2 separate regions of the Callithrix jacchus genome follow, and region 1 is linked to region 2. The links are chromatin contacts, called in public Hi-C maps. All regions are on one chromosome and are shown on one strand. The core of a region is the stretch at or near the end of the contact, and the rest is flanking DNA. Distances in the headings are between cores, read along the strand shown. Region 1 overlaps SNX30 (sorting nexin family member 30). Region 2 holds the start of LOC118143812.

The links. A called contact is a pair of places that touch in the nucleus more often than the background predicts.
Region 1: a Hi-C map of induced pluripotent stem cells shows a contact between it and region 2, with 2.6 times the contacts expected there. The contact joins the enhancer-like site here to the promoter of LOC118143812 in region 2. A contact is called at or near these places in 3 of 3 Hi-C or Micro-C datasets (induced pluripotent stem cells and skeletal muscle).

Annotation. Positions count from the first base shown.
Region 1 is chr1:161,156,278-161,159,138 of calJac240_pri, reverse strand. SNX30 (sorting nexin family member 30) reads right to left here. Exons shown (of 12, transcript XR_004728256.3): 3 at 1,292-1,402. Among named protein-coding and RNA genes, the nearest start is that of SNX30, 64 kb to the right of the region's middle. Within about 2 kb of position 1,423, at least 3 of the 16 cell types and tissues checked have an H3K27ac peak or open chromatin away from gene starts, as enhancers often do.
Region 2 is chr1:161,091,913-161,094,770 of calJac240_pri, reverse strand. It overlaps LOC118143812, which reads left to right and starts at 1,264. Exons shown (of 2, transcript XM_078346093.1): 1 at 1,264-1,773. The coding sequence starts at 1,264. SNX30 (sorting nexin family member 30) reads right to left here and starts at 1,497. Exons shown (of 12, transcript XR_004728256.3): 1 at 1,110-1,497.

The sequences.
Region 1 (2,861 bases), core at 174-2,673, 64 kb before region 2:
GTTTTTAAGGGATTAGAAGACAGAAAAGCAAAACTGGAGAGCAGAAAGGGCATGTGGGAAAAAAGGAGATGCTCTGAGAAGAACTGTGTCCCAGGTGAGAGCTATCATTTCTATCACAGTACTAGCAACGTGGCTCTTTTCGCCTTAAAAACTGAGAAAACTGCCAGTGTGTTCACAACATACACTGCCTCTTCTAACCATGGGGAAATAGAGAAGGCTGGAAGATGCAGTGGTAACAGAAAGTTGGTAGTACTGCGAAGTTATCATTCAACAAAGGTTTTTACTGAAAGATAAATCAGCCCCTCTGAATTTTATGACTCAAACCGCCCTAAAGACCCTAAGACCCAAAGAAACATCTGGTGTCTAATCGTTACTATTTCTACTTCTTGTGTGTGTGTGTGTGTGAGATGGAGTCTTGCTGTGTCACCCAGGCTGGAATGCAGTGGTGCAATCTTGGTTCACTACAACCCACAGCTCCTGGGTTCAAGTGATTCTCCTGCCTCAGCCTCCAATGTAGCTGGGACTACCGTCAGGTGCATGCCACCATGCCTGGCTAATTTTTGAATTTTTTGTAGAGAAAAATTTCACCATGTTGGCCAGGCTGGTCTCGAACTCCTGACCTCAGGTGATTGAGCCTCAGGGAGGTTGAAGCAGGTAGATGCTCTGAAGTCAAGAGTTCGAGACCAGCCTGCCCAACATAGTGAAACCCCGTCTCTACTAAAAGCATAAAAATTAGCCAGGCATGATGGAAGGTGCCTGTAATCCCAGCTACTAGGGAGGCTGAGGCACAAGAATCGCCTGAACCTGGGAGGCAGAGGTTGCAGTGAGCCAAGATCGCACTACTACACTCCAGCCTGGGCAAGAGAGTGAGACTCTGTCTCAAAGGAAAAAAAAAGCTGATTTAAATATCATTTGCTCTGGCTCTGTTTTTTAAAAACTGTGCAGATGGAAGCACTAGAGTAGATAAATGTCACGTTGCTTCAATAAACAGAGTTAGGTGGTTTCCTTGTTGGTTTTTTTAATGAAAAACTGTGGTTGGAATGGATTCTATGCTAGATTTCTGCTCCCATGTCTAAGGAAAGCCCAGCCAGACATAAAACGGGCTTAATATATAGCAAATCAGAAACTAAACCCTAAAAGGTAAAATATTATATGCAGTGTCCATTAACATATTTTACATACATTTGCTGGGTGAATCTGGTATAATTTAAGGGGTGAGAGTTGAGTGAACCCCTTCAGGAAAGACAACACAGGACAAGGGAGAAACAAGCTGTGGTGACTTACTACCTACGGGAATGAGATGAGTGGGCTGGGATTCTTCCAGTTTGCTCCTCAACCAGTCAAAATCCTGGTATCTTCGACGAACAGAATATTCTGGAAGGTCAAACTCCACCCGAGTACTCTGCAAATAAGAAGAGAATGGAAAAAAAGTAGGCATAAGGGAATAGCATATCTTGGCTGAAGGGAGGGAAAAAAGCTCTCTTAGAATAACCAAACCAGGCAAGATCACATTTTCCTTCCACCAAACACACCAGCCAAATGGCAGCGTTTACCAACACAGAAAAGATCAGTCTGGGACACTGAGCCCAGTCAAAAATCCCAGGAACTAGAATAAAAATGCCAGGTTTTTTTCCCTACCCTCAGGAAACAGAATTGAACTATCCCCCAGAATTGTTTAGAAACATTTGATTCATTTCCTCCCAGCTTAACTCTAACAATTTCTTTTAGCAGAAAAATTCCACTTAGGATATTGCTACTAAATCCAAATCTGTGAAAAGAAATTGTCTCCACCTTCTGCAAAATACGCTGACAACTTTTGCCAAAGGGGAAATAAACAAAAAGTAAAGATAATAGATCACTGCTCATTGAGGGGGCAGATTAGATGAAAATAGAAAAGCTTTTGCTTAATCTACCAGAACCATGACCTTGAAACTGTTGTATTTTATATGGATAAGAAAAAATCTAGAAATAATCAAAGATGCCAGTGCATTGCAGAAAAATATTAATAATCTCATCCCATTTCCTCAATTTTTAAAGTTTTCTGAAATGTAACTGCAGCAATTTAATAATGAAGACAAATGTTAAATAAAATTAAGTTGATTTATACCAAAACAAGATTTTTACTCATTTATGGGCCCAAACTAAAATCACGTCTCACATAAAGCCATTTTTCCCTAGGAGGGTACAGACTATATGACCGTCATAATTCTCAGAAACTGAAGTTCGAGACAAAAATGGGTCAAGCTATATCTCATAAATTTACTCCTTCAAGCCAAAAGTCTGTTTTAATTCACATCAAGAAAATCTTTAAAGCACATGAACGAGAGTGATTCATCAAAGAAAAAGCTGTGAACAGCTCTGGCATCAAAAATTATGATTTCATCCTCCCCAAAACCTGTGCTCACAGTCTTGCAAAATGGTGACGTTAAAAGGATTCAGTCATGGACTGACCTCCAACTAACTGCACTGTTTCCCCTCTTCAGTCCCACACGCCAGAATATGCCTATGAAACACAACCTTCCCCTGTGTTTGCAAGAGGTGAAGACGTGGGGAAATTCACTCAATGTAGGTATTTGTGACTTATCAGACAATTCTCCCAAAGGAATTAACAATGTAGGACTGGAGAGTGAAAAAAAGACAAGGTTTAAATGCAGAGAGCAAGTCATTGTTGAATTTTCAAGCACAGCATGACAGAAATATTGGGAACATGTGGGCTGATACTCCCATCCCCTCACGGCACAGGCGGAGTGGGAAGGACTCTGTGCCTGTGCAGTTCTTGCATCTCTACCAGATTCCTGACACGTCATGTCACTAAGCCTCCTTGAGCCCTAGGTTCAACAGTAAGAAGAGTTGGGACCAGG
Region 2 (2,858 bases), core at 15-2,514:
ATCAAGTCCCACTCTCTAGAGATTCTAAGTGCTCAGTGCCCTTCTGACTGCAAGGCGGACAAATTATATTTTCTCATCCTCATTTTTACTGTATGCTGTCCCGTGCATGCTGTCCCGTGCAGTACAGTAAGGGAAGAAGAAAGTTAGGTCCCCTGTTCCCATTAATTTTGGGACAAGGCGGAATTCATTTAGTATTTTACTAGGGAGAGAAAATCTTGCAAAGGACCTGAGAACAATTCTAGTTTCTGCAATTAGTGACTAAGTGGCGGCAGGAGCGCTTATACAATCACTGCTCAAGTTCCCTTCATAACTGAAATGGCCATGGGGGCAGGGAGGAGGCCGTCCCTTATCCCAGCCTGGACTCTGCGGTCTCTCCAAGCAGCAGGAGGGTTACGCTGCTGTAAGAAAATCTGGAGCCTCCCTCTGTACAAAGAAGGTCAAAGGGCGAGCCTTCTTTTTATCAACCACAAAACCAGCCTGTGCCAAACCTAAACAGAGTGGTAGGCCGTCGGAGGTGAATGGAGCCCCAGACAGAAAACCACAACGAGGTTCTCCAGCCGCCGCTGGCTGGGGTCTGAGTCAGGTGACTCCTCAGGGCAAACAGCAAACCTAAACAAAGATCACTCCCCACATGACTGACTCAGGGGAAGAAGACTCCCGGTAAGCCCAGGGCTGCCCGGTCCCAGCACGGAAAGCCATGAACTCCTGCTTCTGTGCAGTCTCGGGAAACTGGAGGAGCTACAAGTTATGCAGCAGCTCAGCCTACCGGGATGCACCTGGAGAACTCGGGACCCCATCCGAGGACACAGGCGCCCTGCCCTGCACACACGCCTCCCGCCCCAACACGCAGGCGGGACCCCTCCCCACCAGCTGTCACCAGCGCTCGCTATCAGTCACAGCCAGCGAAGCCCATCCCTCTGCGGCTGCGACCCCGCGGAGGCGGCAGAAGAGACGCTTTCGCCGAGGGCTCCGGGGCCAGGGCACGCCCGTCCCGCGGGAAGGGGAGGCAGGGTGGGCGCGGCCCCAGGCACTAGAAGGCTCCGGATCCAACATCCCCACCCCCGGGAGAGCGAAATAAGCCTCCCAATCCCCAGTCCCAGGCGCCCCACCTTGTCACCGAAGCTGCGGGCCATCAGCAGGTCCGGGCTGGGCGTGCTGTCACCACCCACGGCCTCCTCGCTGCTGGAGCCGGCCAGCGGGTGCGGCATGTCACGCAGGGAGTGGGGCCCGGTGGACGGCAGGGCCTTGGGGGGCCCGCCCGCCATGGCGTGCACCGCTCGGGACGCGCCGCCGCCGCTTCCTCCAGCTGCCGGCCGCGGCGGGCTCCCCGAGAACCCCAGGCCGAAGCTCTGCGCCGCCGCCGCTCAGCCCGAGGCCTTGCACCGGCCGGGCCAGGAGCCGCCTCCAACCGCCGGCTGGTCTCTGCCCGCGCTGAGACCCTCCGCTCCGCTCCGCGCCGCGCGCGCCCGAACCCGCCGCGGGTCTACCGGCAGCACCGCCTCGGCACCCAGCCCGCACAGCCAAGCCGCCCACCCGCTCCGGCCCCGCCCCCGAGGTGCCGCGGCCGCCCGGGAGGGGGCGGGGAGAGCGGGGAGGGGCAAGTGGGGAGTGGGGGAGGGACGGAGAGAGAGAGAGAGAGGAGGCGCAGCCCCGCCCCCGCCCGGCAGGAAGTGCGCCCTGGGCCTCTGCGGCTATCCTCCCAGTGTCCAACCTCGCCTCGCGGAGGCCGCCGCGCGGAGGAAATGTCTAACGGAAATCGGAGGTGGAAAAGAGGTTAGAGGAGCCTCTTCCATTCCACTCGCGTTTACTGATGCGCCCACCTGCAGCCAGGCTTGGGGCTGGGGGCTTCCAGGACACGCACAAGAGTCAGGGTCTTCTGGCCTCTAAGGCACGCGCAGAAAGAACCCGAAATAGACGAAATTACGACCCATATCAGAAGAATAGCATAAAAGGCGACGAAGCTCAAAGGAGCCGGAGGACATCGTCTGGGGAACCTGGAACCGGCTTCAAGGAGGCGGTGTGGGGAGTCTTCAGACTCACTATGAGGTCCCCATTGTGTCTTGCTTCTGCAGCTGAGCTAGGTTTGTGTAAAGTCACACCTCAGAACAGCGAGCATAAGTAGAGAGCTACAAATGACATGCGACTCTTCAGCTCACACTTTCGCCAAATACTTTTGAAAGAACCACGAGGTTCGAGTTATTTTTCAGGCATTTATTTGTGCTTCCTTTCCAGGCCTTGGGCTGAGCTGATTCTCAGCTTTATTTGCTGGCATGGTGCAAATAGTCAAGGTGTTACTTCTTTGGGGTGCAAGTTCACCTCCTTTTTCTGCCTTACCTGTCCCTAGATCTTCTGTTTACAAGGCCAAGTCTTTAAAGGGTTCTCAGTCCCTTTAGCAAAGTAATGGGTAGGGAGACATTGTGAGGGACTACATTTTCCCTACCCATTCCAAACTCAAAGGTTTGCCTAGTTTTACCTGCTAAAAGGTGGTGACCGATGTTGACTCTGGAATTCGCTAAGGCCTATACCACAGTTGTCACTAGAAACAAGTGGAAGAGAATGCAGAGAGTTGAAATCTACCCAAAATATCAATCAGAGACTCTGAGCTTCAAAGACCTTCCCCTATTTCCCCTAATGTAATTTATATAGGTTTGGACCCTTAGTCCTCAAGCTATTATCTTTTATCTCCTCCACATGAGTCTGCCTTGGCTGGGAAAAACAGCATTCAAAGGGCACTGGGAACAATTTTAAATGCTGCATCTAAGGAATGCCAAGATCTGGTCCTCTTGGAGTTGCGTTAAAATTAACACTTTCACATTCAAGGGCTGCCTACAACTACTACAGATCCTATTATCTGTTCT